Regions from separate parts of the Mus musculus genome. Here regions 1, 2, 4 and 5 are each linked to region 3. A link is a contact called in public promoter capture Hi-C data. All regions are on one chromosome and are shown on one strand. The core of a region is the stretch at or near the end of the contact, and the rest is flanking DNA. Distances in the headings are between cores, read along the strand shown. Region 1 holds the start of F11 (coagulation factor XI). Region 2 holds the start of Wwc2 (WW, C2 and coiled-coil domain containing 2). Region 3 holds the start of Acsl1 (acyl-CoA synthetase long-chain family member 1). Region 4 holds the start of Mtnr1a (melatonin receptor 1A). Region 5 holds the start of Trappc11 (trafficking protein particle complex 11).

The links. Promoter capture Hi-C pulls out the DNA fragments that hold promoters and counts their contacts. Capture Hi-C pulls out chosen DNA fragments and counts their contacts.
Region 1: a contact with region 3 is called in a promoter capture Hi-C map of stem cell-derived epiblast-like cells, with 3 times the contacts expected there. The contact joins the promoter of F11 here to the promoter of Acsl1 in region 3. A contact is called at or near these places in 4 of 39 promoter capture datasets (hippocampal neurons, liver and stem cell-derived epiblast-like cells).
Region 2: a contact with region 3 is called in a promoter capture Hi-C map of pre-B cells, with 5 times the contacts expected there. The contact joins the promoter of Wwc2 here to the promoter of Acsl1 in region 3. A contact is called at or near these places in 4 of 39 promoter capture datasets (the C10 cell line, liver and pre-B cells), 1 of 484 Hi-C or Micro-C datasets (embryonic stem cells) and 1 of 9 other capture datasets (liver).
Region 4: a contact with region 3 is called in a promoter capture Hi-C map of stem cell-derived epiblast-like cells, with 4 times the contacts expected there. The contact joins the promoter of Mtnr1a here to the promoter of Acsl1 in region 3. A contact is called at or near these places in 2 of 39 promoter capture datasets (the 3T3-L1 cell line and stem cell-derived epiblast-like cells).
Region 5: a promoter capture Hi-C map of adipose tissue shows a contact between it and region 3, with 4 times the contacts expected there. The contact joins the promoter of Trappc11 here to the promoter of Acsl1 in region 3. A contact is called at or near these places in 4 of 39 promoter capture datasets (the HPC-7 cell line, hippocampal neurons, neural stem cells and 1 more), 4 of 484 Hi-C or Micro-C datasets (CD4 T cells, Th1 cells, regulatory T cells and 1 more) and 2 of 9 other capture datasets (adipose tissue and liver).

Annotation. Positions count from the first base shown.
Region 1 is chr8:45,260,776-45,263,475 of GRCm38.p6, reverse strand. F11 (coagulation factor XI) reads left to right here and starts at 1,445. Exons shown (of 15, transcript NM_028066.2): 1 at 1,445-1,534; 2 at 2,395-2,450. The coding sequence starts at 2,396. The region is part of intron 3 of Gm30504 (a long non-coding RNA gene); the gene reads right to left.
Region 2 is chr8:47,989,232-47,991,931 of GRCm38.p6, reverse strand. It overlaps Wwc2 (WW, C2 and coiled-coil domain containing 2), which reads left to right and starts at 1,388. Exons shown (of 23, transcript NM_133791.5): 1 at 1,388-1,866. The coding sequence starts at 1,736.
Region 3 is chr8:46,469,595-46,472,294 of GRCm38.p6, reverse strand. It overlaps Acsl1 (acyl-CoA synthetase long-chain family member 1), which reads right to left and starts at 1,258. Exons shown (of 21, transcript NM_007981.4): 1 at 1,065-1,258. It overlaps Gm31050 (a long non-coding RNA gene), which reads left to right and starts at 1,245. Exons shown (of 2, transcript XR_378936.3): 1 at 1,245-1,690; 2 at 1,796-2,304.
Region 4 is chr8:45,067,840-45,070,542 of GRCm38.p6, reverse strand. It overlaps Mtnr1a (melatonin receptor 1A), which reads right to left and starts at 1,436. Exons shown (of 2, transcript NM_008639.3): 1 at 1,141-1,436. The coding sequence starts at 1,333.
Region 5 is chr8:47,532,100-47,534,799 of GRCm38.p6, reverse strand. It overlaps Trappc11 (trafficking protein particle complex 11), which reads left to right and starts at 1,330. Exons shown (of 30, transcript NM_177240.3): 1 at 1,330-1,481. It overlaps Rwdd4a (RWD domain containing 4A), which reads right to left and starts at 1,155. Exons shown (of 8, transcript NM_203507.3): 1 at 857-1,155. The coding sequence starts at 880.

The DNA of each region.
Region 1 (2,700 bases), core at 196-2,695, 1.2 Mb after region 3:
TGCTCAGCTTTCTTATAGAACCCAGGACCACCAGCCCAGGAATGACACCACCCATAGTAGGCTGTGCCTTCCTCCACTGATCACCAACGGAGAAATATGGGCAACAGCTTGCCCATAGGATGGGTCACTAGTTGGGTTGGTTACTGTTGGGCCATTCCCTCAGTCTCTGCTCCATCCCCCATCTCTACATTTCTTGTAGACAGAATCAATTTTGGGTCAAAAGTTTTGCAGGCAGGTTGTTGTCCCTCTTACATTTCTCATGGAGGCATTTCCTCAACTTATTTCCTCTCTCTGATGTCTCCAGCTCATGTCAAGTTGACACAGTTGTTCGGGACCCACATGAAGACCAAGCTGTTCATCTGCTACATGTGTGGGGAGGCCTAGGTCCAACCCGTGTATGCTGTGGTAGTTCAGTCTCTGAGAGCCAAAACAGTCCAGGTTAGTTGACTCTATTGATCTTCCTTTGGAGTTCCATCCCCTTTGGGGCCCTCAATCCTTCCCACAACTCTACCATCAGAGTCCCCAAGCTTCATCCACTGTTTGGCTGTGGGTCTCTGCATCCGTCTGAGTCAGCTGCTGGGTGGAGCCTCTCAGAGGACAGGCTTTCTAGACTCCTGTCTGCAAGCATAGCATTAATAGCATCAGGGATTGGTGCTTGCCCATAGGATGGATCACTAGTTGGGTTGGTTACTGTTGGCCATTCCCTCAGTCTCTGCTCCATCCCCCATCTCTACATTTCTTATAGACAGAATCAATTTTGGGTCAAAAGTTTTGCAGGCAGGTTGTTGTCCCTCTTGCTCCACTGAGGTTCCTGCCTAGCTACATGAGGTAGCCTCTTTAGGTTTGATATCCTCAATGCTGTGAATCCCAACTAAGATCACCCCCCATTCATTCCTGGTGTCTCCCCTATCTCAGGTCTCAGATATGCCTTCAAGATGCCCCCCCCCCACCTCTCCACCTCTGCCAGCTGCAGATTTCCATTCATTCTCATGGCCATCTGGCTATCTCTCCTGTTCCTCCCCATACCTGGTCCTGAACCCCCTTCACCCCACTCCCCATCCCCTCTCCCACCCAGTTCCTTTCCTCCATCTTCCTCCTATGACTCTTTTATTCCCTCTTCTAAATAAGATTCAAGCATCCTCGCTTGGACATTCCTTCTTATTTAGCTTCTTTGGGTCTGTGGAGTGGAGCGTGAGTATTCCAACTTCTAAGGCACACAGACAACCTCAGATTCTCCAGCCCTTTGTGTGTGTTGCTTATTTGAACAAACGGGTGAAAGAAAACACACAAAGTTGGCGTGTTGAAAGAGTTAGTCGATCTTCTGGGGTAGGTTTCAGTACAGAGACCAAAGGGACATTCTCAGACACTAGACACACTATGCAAAGACAGGATGTCACATGACAAAGGATAACGGCACAAGTAAACATTTAAGCAACAGTGTTCCATACCGGCTCACGTAGAAAAAGGACAAGACTATAGGAAAGAAAGCAAACACTCCGCCGAGGACTACAGCAAAGACAGAAAGTATCTGCAGGTACGGCTTCAAAAGGAGCATTTCTCTCAGCAACTTATATCTGTTAATGCCCTGTCTTCTGGAATAAGGGCTTAGTTTTTATCAGTAGAGAGAGATTGATTTTTAAGATGTATCTGATTTTACATTGTAGATCTCCTTAGTCACCCCCTGTAGTAAACTAAGGAAAACTTCCGTGGAGGGAGAGGGGAAGATTAGTAACTCGTAGTGAGTAAGAATTCTCTTTCAAGAAAAAGATTCAAGAGCAATACAAGGCCTAGATATGAAGGTGTGTGTGTGTGTGTGTGTGTGTGTGTGTGTGTGTCTTAACAGCCTGTTCAGAATTTAGTAGGTCACATACACTTACAAGTAATGAAGACAATATATTAATGAATTTGCAGTAATTTTTTGTTTTAGAAATAGAAACTGTTGTAAGGAGGATAATCATTCAGAGCTCTTTGATATGTATCACTCACATTCACATACATGCATACACACAGAGAGAGAGAAAGAGAGATACAGAGATAGACAGAGAGAGAACCCAAAAATGTAAAGAGAGGAAATGAGTTGAAAGAAAAAATGGGAAACTGGGTTAGGGAGGGGTTCAGATGACAGTGACTGGGGGCTTTCAGAGTTGGGAGTGAGGCAGCGATGGAGAGAGGGCAGGGAGGAGGGAGTGTCCATTGTGACCTCTGCAGAACTCTGACTAGACTGAGCAGCTCACACCGTGTTGGAGCTGTCCTAACACTACCAAGGGGACGGGGGAGACCCCATGAACACCACCTAGGGAGTTGCTCCTTTCATTCTGTGTAAAGTCTGATGTCTTCAAACTTGTTGTAAATTTATACTCTGTTCTAAAAACAGTGACATTCTTCTCTTTGTAGGATGACCTCATTACATCAGGTGTTATATTTTATCTTTTTTGCCTCAGTTTCTAGTGGTAAGTTGCTGTATTTATTTTCCCCTAACATAATATTTTTTATTACTTGAGAGTTTCATACAATGCACCCTGATCACACTCACTTTCCATTCCTTCTAAGTTCACCCTCCCACTCTTGAGCCCTGCCAGCTCACTCCCCCCTTCTTGAAAAAAAATCATCAAGTCAATCAATTTGTGTTGAGAATATATACTCGTTGGGAATGTGATCAAACTCCCAATGGTCAGCCCCTTAAAGAAAAGTGAGTCTTTT
Region 2 (2,700 bases), core at 139-2,638, 1.5 Mb before region 3:
AAATGTCCTGCCCAATGCTAGGTCCTGAAGTTATTACATTGGCAGGTCTGGTTAAGGGAATTCAGACCAAGAGGTGAAGGATTGAGCTCTGGGGCCTTTCTTCCTAAAATCTGCCATTTCAAAAGCATCTGCTTAGAGGCCTGGGAGAATATTGACAAGGTTGGCAATGCACAGCAGGCTGTAAAGGTTGAGGACGAAAGGCTATTTCTCAGACTGAGGACAAGGGACACTGCAAGCTTAGTGTCTTGACTCTGCCAAGGCTTTGTCGTCTTAGGAGTCTGACATCCGGCTCCTACCCAGGGCCGATCAGCACTTAATAGCTAAATAAATAAATGTTTGTGAGAGATCTACACCTCATACCAGATGGACCCTTGATCAAGCAAAGTGTGGCCACTGACTCCCGCCTTGGCCCCCTTCCGAGTGATTATTAACCCCTTCTGCCACCCCACCCCCCACCCCCGGTCCGGGACTGGGGTGGAGAACTTCCCGGGACAGAGAGTTGGAAGGAAGGGACTGGATAGTGGACGCAGCCATGTCCCTTGGATTTAAACCCAGAAGGGGACGCCAGATGCACAGGGCCCTGACCCCGCCAGTGCAGCCCCCTGACCCGGCGGGGCAGCACCGGTGATTCGGACCCCTAGGGCCCGCGCGGGGCTGACTGGCGGCGACAGTGGCGGGGTGGCCCTGTCGCTTCTAAGGATCAGGCCGGAGTTGCCCCGTGGGCCACTGGGGCGGACATGTCGCAGCTCTCATGGATAGGGACCCGCCTTTACTTTGCTCCCTTAGGCCCGCGAGGCCCTGGTGAGGTCACCGAGGGCCAGACTGAGCAGAAGGCTCGGGGGCGCCGCGGCCCCGGACACGCCCCGGACACACTCCCAGCGCTTTTTGCACACTTCCCCACCGCCGGGAACAGCCAAGGCACGGGGCGCGGCGTGGGGGGGGGGGGGTGGGGGGGGTGGGGGCGTTCTGTGCCCTTACTGTTTGTTGGGACTTCTTCCCAGGACAGCATTCCCCACCCTTTCCTCTCGAAAGTCTTGTGGTTTCCCTAGAAGACGGAAAGAGGTTGAGAAGGTTGCAGACTTTTTTTTCTTTGGCTTCTTTTTCCATCCAGAAAGCCCTCTAAATCCCCAAAGGGTCTGGCGGAGAGGGGACATCTCGGGCTGCAGAGGAGGGAGCGAGCTGTGCATTCCTCCGCCCTACCGCCTCCCACCTGGCCTCGTCGCTCCCCTCCCCCGCCCGGGCTCAGCCCCGCGTCCCGCCGCGGCCGCCCCGGCAGCTGCAGGGTTAAGCTCAGGAATGTGGCGGCGAGGAATGTGCATGCAGATGAGGCGGGCGCGGGGCGGGCCGGGGGCGGAGCGCATGCTAATCGCATGCAAATGAGCAGGCCAGTCGCCGCCGGGCCGTTGCTCCGCGGAGCTTCCCGGATCCGAGCCCAGACGGCGTCGGCCGGGGCAGCCTGGGCGCCGCGACCCTCGGCGGCCACAGGGGGACGGGGAGGAGGAGGAAGAGGCGGAGGCAGCGGCGGCAAGGAGGAGGAGGAGGGCTCGCTCGTCTGTTCCGACGCAGACATGGTGGACTGATCTCCGGCAGGGCTGAGAGCAGGGATCCCCGAGGCTTCCCCGCGCGTAGCTCGCCGTGCCCCTCGCCCCGCACGCCCCTCGCCGGCACCCGCGTTCCCGCCGCGCCCCGCGCCCGGTCCCTATGGAGGCGCCGCTCGCCGGCGAGGCCGCCGACCATGCCTAGGAGGGCCGGGAGCGGGCAGCTGCCGCTACCCCGGGGCTGGGAGGAGGCCAGGGACTACGACGGCAAGGTTTTCTACATCGACCACAACACCAGGAGGACCAGCTGGATCGACCCCCGGGACAGGTGGGTGGCCGGGCCCCGGCCGGGTGCGGGGACCCGCCTCGGGAAGTGCTGCGGTGGCTGTTGTCTGGGAGACCTGGAGGGCGCCGGGGGCGTGGGGCGTCGCCGGCCCTGCACCCCCCGAGGGGCTCCGGGGTAGGCGCGGGACGGTCGGCCTAGGCGCGGCTGTATCTGCCCGCCAGGCGCCCCTTCTTGGGCCCCATTGCCCACTGCCTTCCCCACACCCCTCGGGGACTTGTAGACACTCCCTGTCCCAAGGGAAGGGCCGGATTGGTGCCCTGGGTTGGCACCCTGAGTCCAGTTAGCCGGCTCAGGGTGTGTGTGTGTGGGTACTTGACCCCTCTCTAGACCTCCTGTGTGCTGTTTAAAGTTGGTCAGATGGAGGGAGAGGGCACCTTTCGACCTCTGAGGCACGCTGAGCTCGGGGCCTCCCGGAGGCCTAAGTGATGGTGAATTACTAGTCATCTGGGCCACCTGTGGCATCTCTCCTGCCTTACATACCTAGCTCCTGGGCACTGACTGCAAGCTTTTCCTAGGGCGCACCCCGAACCATGTCCTAGGGTCTGAACGTGGAGAGAGGGTCCCACTCCTGGCTCGACCTTCGTAGCTTTGCCCCTAAGATTAAAAAAACAAACCACTGTTTTGGAGTTTTGCTTCTAACCGTGGTTCCTCACCTGGAAACCTGGTCAGATTTTCCTTGTGAAGTGGCACGGAGACTGGAAGGGAACCTTGACCACAGCTGTGGGTAGCCCAGACTTGAAGCTTAGCCTAGTTTTTGCACAGCGATATAAGCATTTTGTTCTTACCTGGAGAGCTGAATGAAGCAAACAAGAGATC
Region 3 (2,700 bases), core at 9-2,508:
TTTCTGTTGTCACACCTCACCACATTGCTCCAAACCGATGGTTCCTTTCCGTTGCTCCCATTCTTAACCTTGCCCATTGCAGACCTTCAGTTCTTAACTTTGGTGAACTAGAAGGGTTTGGATGATTTCTGAGTTACGCTAATAATTTTCATTGGGCTAACCACAGATTACGTTTTGAAACGTGTATCCCAGAAACATAATCAAATGTCAAGTCCTTAAAGGGAAGACTAGAGATGGATACTCACAGTTCCAAGAGGAAGCATTTTCATAACGGCCATTCTTAACTAGGTTCCATAACCATGAGCTTGAGCGGTGTGGCAAGATGGTCTGTAAGCTCGGGCATAGTGCAGTGATTAGATGGAGCTGCCTTCTCTAGATTCTAATCCATGTGATCTTTTAAGTCCTGTATCAGCACTCGGGGTCTACGTTTCAAGGTGATAAATATCATTTTTGCTCCCTAATTTAAAAAAAAATTAAAAGCCAGATTGCCTTAAATCAATGACTCCATCACCACTGTGTGTAGTGGCTCTGGGAGCTCCTCTTGGAGACACCGCGAGAATTTCTACTTATGACATCGGGCTCTGAGCGCTGCTTCTGACCCTCCTCGAACGCTCGGCGCAGGGGCACGTCACAGAGCGGCACCGGGACAGTCCGTGTCCACGCGCGGTGAGTGCGCGCCTCACAATCCCCGCCTCTGGGGGTACGAGGGATGCGGTGGCGGAGACGCCAGGGTCCCCAGCAAGCAGGACCACCTCTCGGCACCTGAGCCGGGGAGGGAAGGTCCCAGCCGCCACACCAGCCAGGGACCGTGCAGAGAGGAACCTCTTGACTCCGCGGTGCACCAGCCCCGCGCGCGCACGGCCCGCGGGGGAACCCGGGCTCCGGCACCGGAAGCGGCGGCCGCCGGAGCGGCCCCAGAGCCTCCCGAAGCCGAGGGAAACGAGGCCGTGGAGCCCAGGCCGGAAAAGCGGAACGTCCCGCAGAGCCGCGGGGAGGTTCTCCCGTCTCGGCCCGGCTAGGGTCGCCTTGGCCGACTCGCGGCCCTTCGCGGCTGGCGCACTCACCTCCTCCGCTGCCCGGGCTGCTCCACAGGCGGCTGTCACTGCAATCCACGAACTGCCCCGCGCCGGGTTGCGATGCTATTTAAGGAGTCGCGGCCGCAGCTGCTCTCTTGGCTGCGCCACCGGCGTTGCAGCAGCAGCAGCAGGGCCGGGCGGCTGGTAGTGCGCGTGCCGTGCCACGCCGCCCCGCCCCGTCCGCAGGCTCCTCCCCGCCCCATCTCTTAGCGCGCCCACTCCCCCTCGCCAGCTCCTCCCCTCCTGTCGCACAGGTCGAGGCTGTCCCGCCCCATCACACCCACCGCTCCTCTCAGGTCCCGCCCCATCGGCGCCATTCCCGCCTCCCAAGCCCCGCCCTATCTGGGCTGATCCAAGCCCCTCAGACCCGCGGTGCCTCTCAGGCCACGCCCACCAGCTCCAGTCCTTCCCCTCCGGCCGCGCCTCCTCGGTCTTTTGCCCCGCCCCTTAAGGCCCAGTCCTCCTTCAGGTCCCGCCCAGTCCTGCTGACTCCGCCTCTCCCTCCAAAGCCGCAAGGTGGGCGTGGCCTCCCTCAGGTCCATGAGCATGGCTGTCAGCAAGCAAAAGCCACTAAGGTCACCCAAACTGCCCTCTAGTTTCACAACGAATCTGAGGTAGGGCAAAGGGTAAATCTGGAAGTCTCCTGAACCCTGATAATGTGATGCTATGGAATGTTGCAGGTGCCCTTTAGCTCTTCCATCCTTAACATTCTTCCACAGCTGACACCTTGGCATAGCCTCTCTGCTTGCTTCTCTGCTTGGAGGGACCACGGTAGCTGAAGAAGTCCCATCTTTCTTTAGCACAGATATACACGAACCCCTTTAATCCAGTTTCACCACGGTCCCCACACCAAGTTTCGCCACAGTCCTTGGCTAGGAATACAGGACTTCCGCAATATCCTGGCCATGAGGCATCTCTGGACAACCCAGGCCCCTGTGTGGTTCAAGTGAAAAGCAGACTTAGTCGTTGCTCAAGGACGGTGTCCACCTGCCAAGTTTTAAAGGCTTGTCTGCCCTGCTCAGCCTTGGCTCTGTAGACTTGACAAATCCCTTGGGAAAACCTTTTAAGGGCTACCAACGGCCAATGCAAGGCCAGTAGGATGGCTCACTGGGTTAAAGCCCATGCCTGTCACAAAGCCTGAAGTGCAATTCTCAATCCTCAGGACTGTGAGTTACCATGTGCGCATGTAACCCTTCTTCAAACGTCATTTTAAAAAATCTTAAAGATACCCCAAAGCTTTAAGATAATCTTTTAAAAGGTTAAATACTAGAGCCATCACTGTTGCTCAGTGTCCAGAACTGGTCAGTGTGGTTAAGGTAAGATGTAGATCATGCTAACATTTTGAATGGGAAAAAAAAAAGGTCAATATAATTGTTGCCAGGTTCACCTCATGCTATTGCATGAAGACAGTCATCCAGGTACAGGAGGGTTTGCTCCCAGCATTAGATGGAAGTCTTTCTAATATTGCCTTAAATTTGAGGGACAATTATTGCCAGAACACCTCTAATAACATATCATTTACTAGGTGACACTGTTAATCAACTATAATGTCCATAACCCTATGAGGTGGTACCACCTTTGGTCCTCTTCTGTAGAACAGGAAACTGAAGGGCAGAGTCAGGTA
Region 4 (2,703 bases), core at 187-2,686, 1.4 Mb after region 3:
GAATGAGTCTGATGCCCGACCCTTGGGCTCACTCAAGGACTTTCTGTATGGGTGCTCAGGGTCCCAGTGCAGCTTGTGGAGACTCCTAGCTCTCAGAAGGGGTGTGCTCCCCCAACTATTCGCTTATCCCAACTATTCATTTATTACAGTGGTGGAGACCAAGCCTAGGGCTTTGCCAATGCTCCACAAACAACAACCACCAAGCTATTGAATTCTGAAGACTGGATTCTAGTTTAGGCCGATCATCCGTGAAAGGAAGTCATCCCGTTTTCTAAGCCAAACTGAATTCACATTATCAGATATTTTCAAACTAATTCTTGTACTTTGCACAGCCCGAAGCGTTGCAGAAGCTAGGCCAAAGGTGAGCCACATGCTGCCTGAATTTGAGTTTTCACCAGCTACCTGGTTTAGGACAAAAATATCATTTGGGGCCATTTATTTAAGCAAATGGATTCCCCTCTACCCTTCTACCAAAAGTTTACTTCCAAACCAGGAACAGAAATCCAAGCAACCTTGACGCTGTTTGAAGGCATAAAAAAGCTTAGGGAGAACCGACCAACCCGCTCTTACGCTCTTACGCAGGGTAACTAGGTCAGCTCATTGCTCCAGGGAACCCCAACTGTAACTCAAACACAGAATTAACTCTAGTCCTATATTCTATGCAAATGCATTTCTCGCTACAGTTTTCATCTTCTAAAATGCAGATTTGACTTGAGGAACAAAGGTGCTTCCTCAGCATTCTTAGCATCTTCCCAGACTACCTTGCAATTTGGTGCTGTTAGCTGAAAACCACACCTGATAACAAAAGCCAAGCAGTAGCTCTGTTGTTTTTGGCGGCTTCTGCATCTTCTCCTATTTTTGCGAAGTTGGGGGAAATGGATTTTATGCAAATCCAAACAACTGATGATGAGTTCGTTGATCTAGATGAGTAAAGAGATGCTGTGGGAGGGAACAGAGTTTTACATCTCTAAGAACTGAAGACTCCTGGATGATCTTTGTCAAGGCATCTTATAGAGGGACAGGGTCAAGAGAAAGGAGAGAAAATTATCCAAAGTCTCATTTCTCAGAAACGGACTTTCTGAAGTTTTCTCAGTGTCCCGCAATGGGGCTAGCGCTGGGAAAGGTGCCCGGAGCCCCTACCTGAGTTCCTGAGCTTCTTGTTGCGGTACACAGACAGGATGACCAGCAGGTTGCCCAGAATGTCCACCACGATGGTAAAGATGAGGATGAAGGCCAGTGTAGAGGCCAGCCAGGACGGTCGTGGTCTCCCTCCCTCCCCGCCGCCTGGAGCCTGCTGAGTGGCATTGAGCAGCTCGCTGACATTGCCCTTCATGGTCCCCTGGGTGCCTCACCGCAGCACAGCCAGGGCCATTGTCCTGTCGCCCCGGAGCCCTCAACTGCTCAGCTCTGCTCGAGCCCTCTCCGCCACTTTTTATGGCCCTCCCGCGTCTACTTTGCATCCTTATGATTGCTTCGCGGCTGTCCTGCCCACTCCAGCCCCTCCCGGTGGTAGGACACCCTCTCTGCACTTGGCCACTGCCGCCTGCTGACACCTGCTGTCCACTGCCCAGCAACTTGGACTCGGAGGTCCCACAGTGCGTGCACGTTGCGCCCCCGTGTGGCGAGACTCGGTGAGACACGTGGAGGCATCAAGTGGAGGGAAACTTGCACCCTGGAAGGCCTCGATTCACGAACTTGAATCCTAACCAGGACTAGATGCCCTGGATGTCTTATCCGGAAAATGAAGATGAAAATAGAATCTAACTCATCAACTTTAATAGTCAATGATGTGTAAAAATAAAGTAATAATGATATTAAATCACACCCTTTCCGTCTGGCATAGCACGATTTAATGTCTGTTCTGGGTGTTTCTGGCAATTAAACGAAACAAAATGTAAATATTTGCAGATGACAGGTGTATATGTTCTTTTGAAACTATCAGTGAAAACAGAAACTTGAGATAATAGAAGCAGACGTAGAACCACAGTGTAAGATTTCTGGGAAGTGCATTAGCCAGCTCTGTACAGAATGGAACAAAACCCCAAAACTTTCTTCAACATGGGGAAGGAGACTTACACAAAACATATGATGTTCTCATATTGAACACTTAAATTTTCATGCTCTCCATATATTTTATGGCTGTCCAATTCCTAAGCATTTCCAAAGTCCCTTTGAAAGAGTGAAGAAAAATGAAGAAAATACATTTTAAGAAGATGAATACCAGAAAAGCATGACATGACAATATTAAAATCTGTATTAAAATTAAACAATGTGTCGTAGCTCTGGAGGCTGAGGCAGGAGAATCAACACCAGTTTGGGGGCATCTTGAGCTGTGTGGTCAATCAGTGTTGCTGTATAAAATCCTGTCTCAACAAATCATATTAAGTAAAATGGTTGTGTTCATCAATAATTTCAAGAAGAAATGCAATGCAGAATTGAGGGGCCTGAGCGTGTGGCTCTGTCGTTAGGGCTCCTGTGCAGCATTTGCAAAATCTTAGACTCCATTTCTAGTGCTGTATAAACTGGATGTGGCACCTCAGTCACGTAACCCCAGCACCCAGGAGGGAAGGCAAAGGATCAGAGGTTCAAGGTCATCCTCCGCTGTTCAGGACAAACCTGGGATGTGCGAGATTTCATCTAAACCGAGAATAAAGCACAGAATTAAGAAGGTTAATGTTTTAAATTAGCAATGAGGGAAATCGG
Region 5 (2,700 bases), core at 81-2,580, 1.1 Mb before region 3:
TTTGTCTTCTTTGTTTGAGAAGGCATTTTTGGAACACCAGGCTAGTCTCAAACTCTGACATCAGCCTGCCTCTGCCACCCTAACACTGGGATTAAAGGCGTACACCACTACCGCCAGGTGGGATTTATCTTCTAATCCTTACTCTACCACGTTCACCAAGCTAGGGTGCTCTTTTTCCTTTTTCATCTGGACACATTACAGAGTTGGAAAGTTCAATGACAGGTGATTTATAGGACCTATTCCTTCCGACTTTGATATTTTGCAAAGCAAACAAACCACCACCACCAATAACAACAACAACAAAAACCAAAACACAAACTACAAAATTCTGATTGACATGAGGATGCTCAAAAATATTGTATATCCCTCAACAACAGACTGAGGAGTGACTTCACTGAGCATTATGGACAGAAACCGAAACACCAGGGTCATTCATTTTTCTGTAGAGATTTTACTTACTCGATCGACCCTTTCCACGAGACCACAAGTTTTCAAATTTAAAGGCGTTCAGATTTGAAGACAGAATAACTCGACACACAAGCGCTAAGCCACACAAGGGATTTAAGGACGGCCAAGTGCTCTAGGGTCGTGGACCAAGGACACTCATCTTACCAAGGAAATCTAGGAAGACCTAAATACAAAAATGACAAATGAGGGAAGCGGGAGGCTGAGTCTCACGTAACCCATTCGTGCTTGCTGGCCATAAGGTTGCCCAGTGCTATCTGGCAGGGGAACCACCAACGTGGGACATCCGGACAGGCGAAGAAGGTTCTCAGAGCAAAGGACACGTGCGAAGTCTGGGTGCTCCACGTCGTGACCTGCGCCGGGACAGGGGTGTCTAGTCCTGGGTTCTCACCTCTTGGTCCTCGTTGGCACCCATCGTGCCGGGCGCACGGCGTTCGCTACCGCGATGAACGGGCGGGCAGCGGGCGGGAGGCCGGGGCACCCCGTTTCCGCGCCTCGGTCTAGAGAAATCCTCCTCGCAGCCGTGGGTACGACCTCGTGCGCTCCAGATCCTCGGCAGCACCAAGCCACCGGCAGTCGATTGTGGGCCGGGAACCCAGGATCGCGTTATGTGTGATCGGGAACCGGGATCACGTTAAGGGACACCTAGACCTCTGACCAGTTACTGATGGGCGGTACCGAGGAAGCCCCGCCCCTTCTCACGATCGCGTCTCCTATTGGCTCCTTCTCTTTCCGCCCCCAACTCTTTCTCCTCTAGGAAATGGAACACCTTCCTAACAAGGAAACCCGTTCTATTCCAGGACTGGTGTGGAGTGCTGTCACTCAAGCCCAGGAAGTGCTTCCTGTGCCAGCGGAGGCGGGGAAAAGGAAGTGTCGCCTTCTGTCGCCCGGTCTGCGGCTGGGGCTGTTGCTTGTCGGTGGCCGCATTCCTAGACGCCCCTGCCTGGCTCTCTTGCCTCTTTCGGGGCTGACGGCGACTCGCCGCAGCTGCAGCGGGTCCAGGGCGTGCGGCCAGGGTGAGTTGGGCCCAGAGACCTTCCAGGCCAGGCTATCCCGGCTGGCTTGGTGGCCTGCGTTTCCCCTTGGCGTCCACCGATGCAATCTTGGCGTTTCTCCTTCCCCTGCAAAGAATTATTGCCAGAGAGGTGGGAGTGGTGGAGGAAAATAATGTCAGTTTCTAGGACTTTGAGGTTATTCTCCTTGCCCAGTGGCAGCTACTAGAGCCTAATGCTGAGATCCTAGGGACAGCCCTTTGGTTCTTCATTTGAGCGTTTTGCAATCGGATGTCTCTGAATCCTTGCTTGTTAGCCGGTGACTTGCATCCCAAACCACCTGTTTATTGATAGCCGTCTTCTTTAGTAGATACTCTGATTGGGTTAGCTTGTTTCTCTTCTATGATAGATTGCACTGACGAGGTGATCTGGTGCTGAGGACTTAACTTTGTACTTCTCCATGTTCCCTCTCTGTCAATGGTTTGCTTGGTTTCTCCATTATTTTCCGGGAAATCAGGAAGCGATTTCTTTCCTGTGTGTCACTGAAATCTATTCAGTCAACACTTGTCCTGTTCCGTTCCTTTTTAAATTTTCCTACAGCATAGTCAGGACCATTGCAAGTGTCCAAGCTTGTAAGGTAGAATAAAGCCGGGATTGCTGGTGTAGTTTTCATGACGTTGTTGGAAAAGATTTACACTGTCAGCTGTGAGAGCCAGTAACTAAGGGAAGGCTAGAGAGCACTTGAAATCTGCTAGTTTAACGGAGGGTGTGCAGTTCCTATAAAATACGCACAGGCTTGAAGACAATGCACAAATAGGTTTTTACAAGTTCATCGATAACTTATAATGATGTTTGGAAAATATTGTTGGCTAAAATAGAATATATCTAAAATCCCACATCTTTCTTTTTCTTTTGGGGGGGAGTTGGGAGGCTGTCTTTGATATCTCCATAGCCCTGGCTGGCCTGAAACTGCCCCCTGCCTCTGCCTCTCCAATGATGGGTTTTCAGGAGTGCTTTCTGAGCCAACTTCTCTTTTCCCTTCTAACATAACTGCTGGAAATTTTGACTTTTTTTTTCTTTGATTCATGCTGTATACCTCTCAGGTGGTGCTAATTTTAAAACTTTGCAAGTTTATTCTACTTCCCCTTATAGCCGGTCAATATTCAAGGGCCACAGCTATTTCTTTGGAGCCTCTAAGATCAAGGGAAAAGGCCCTTTCACATTCTCATCTAGACTGTTTGGT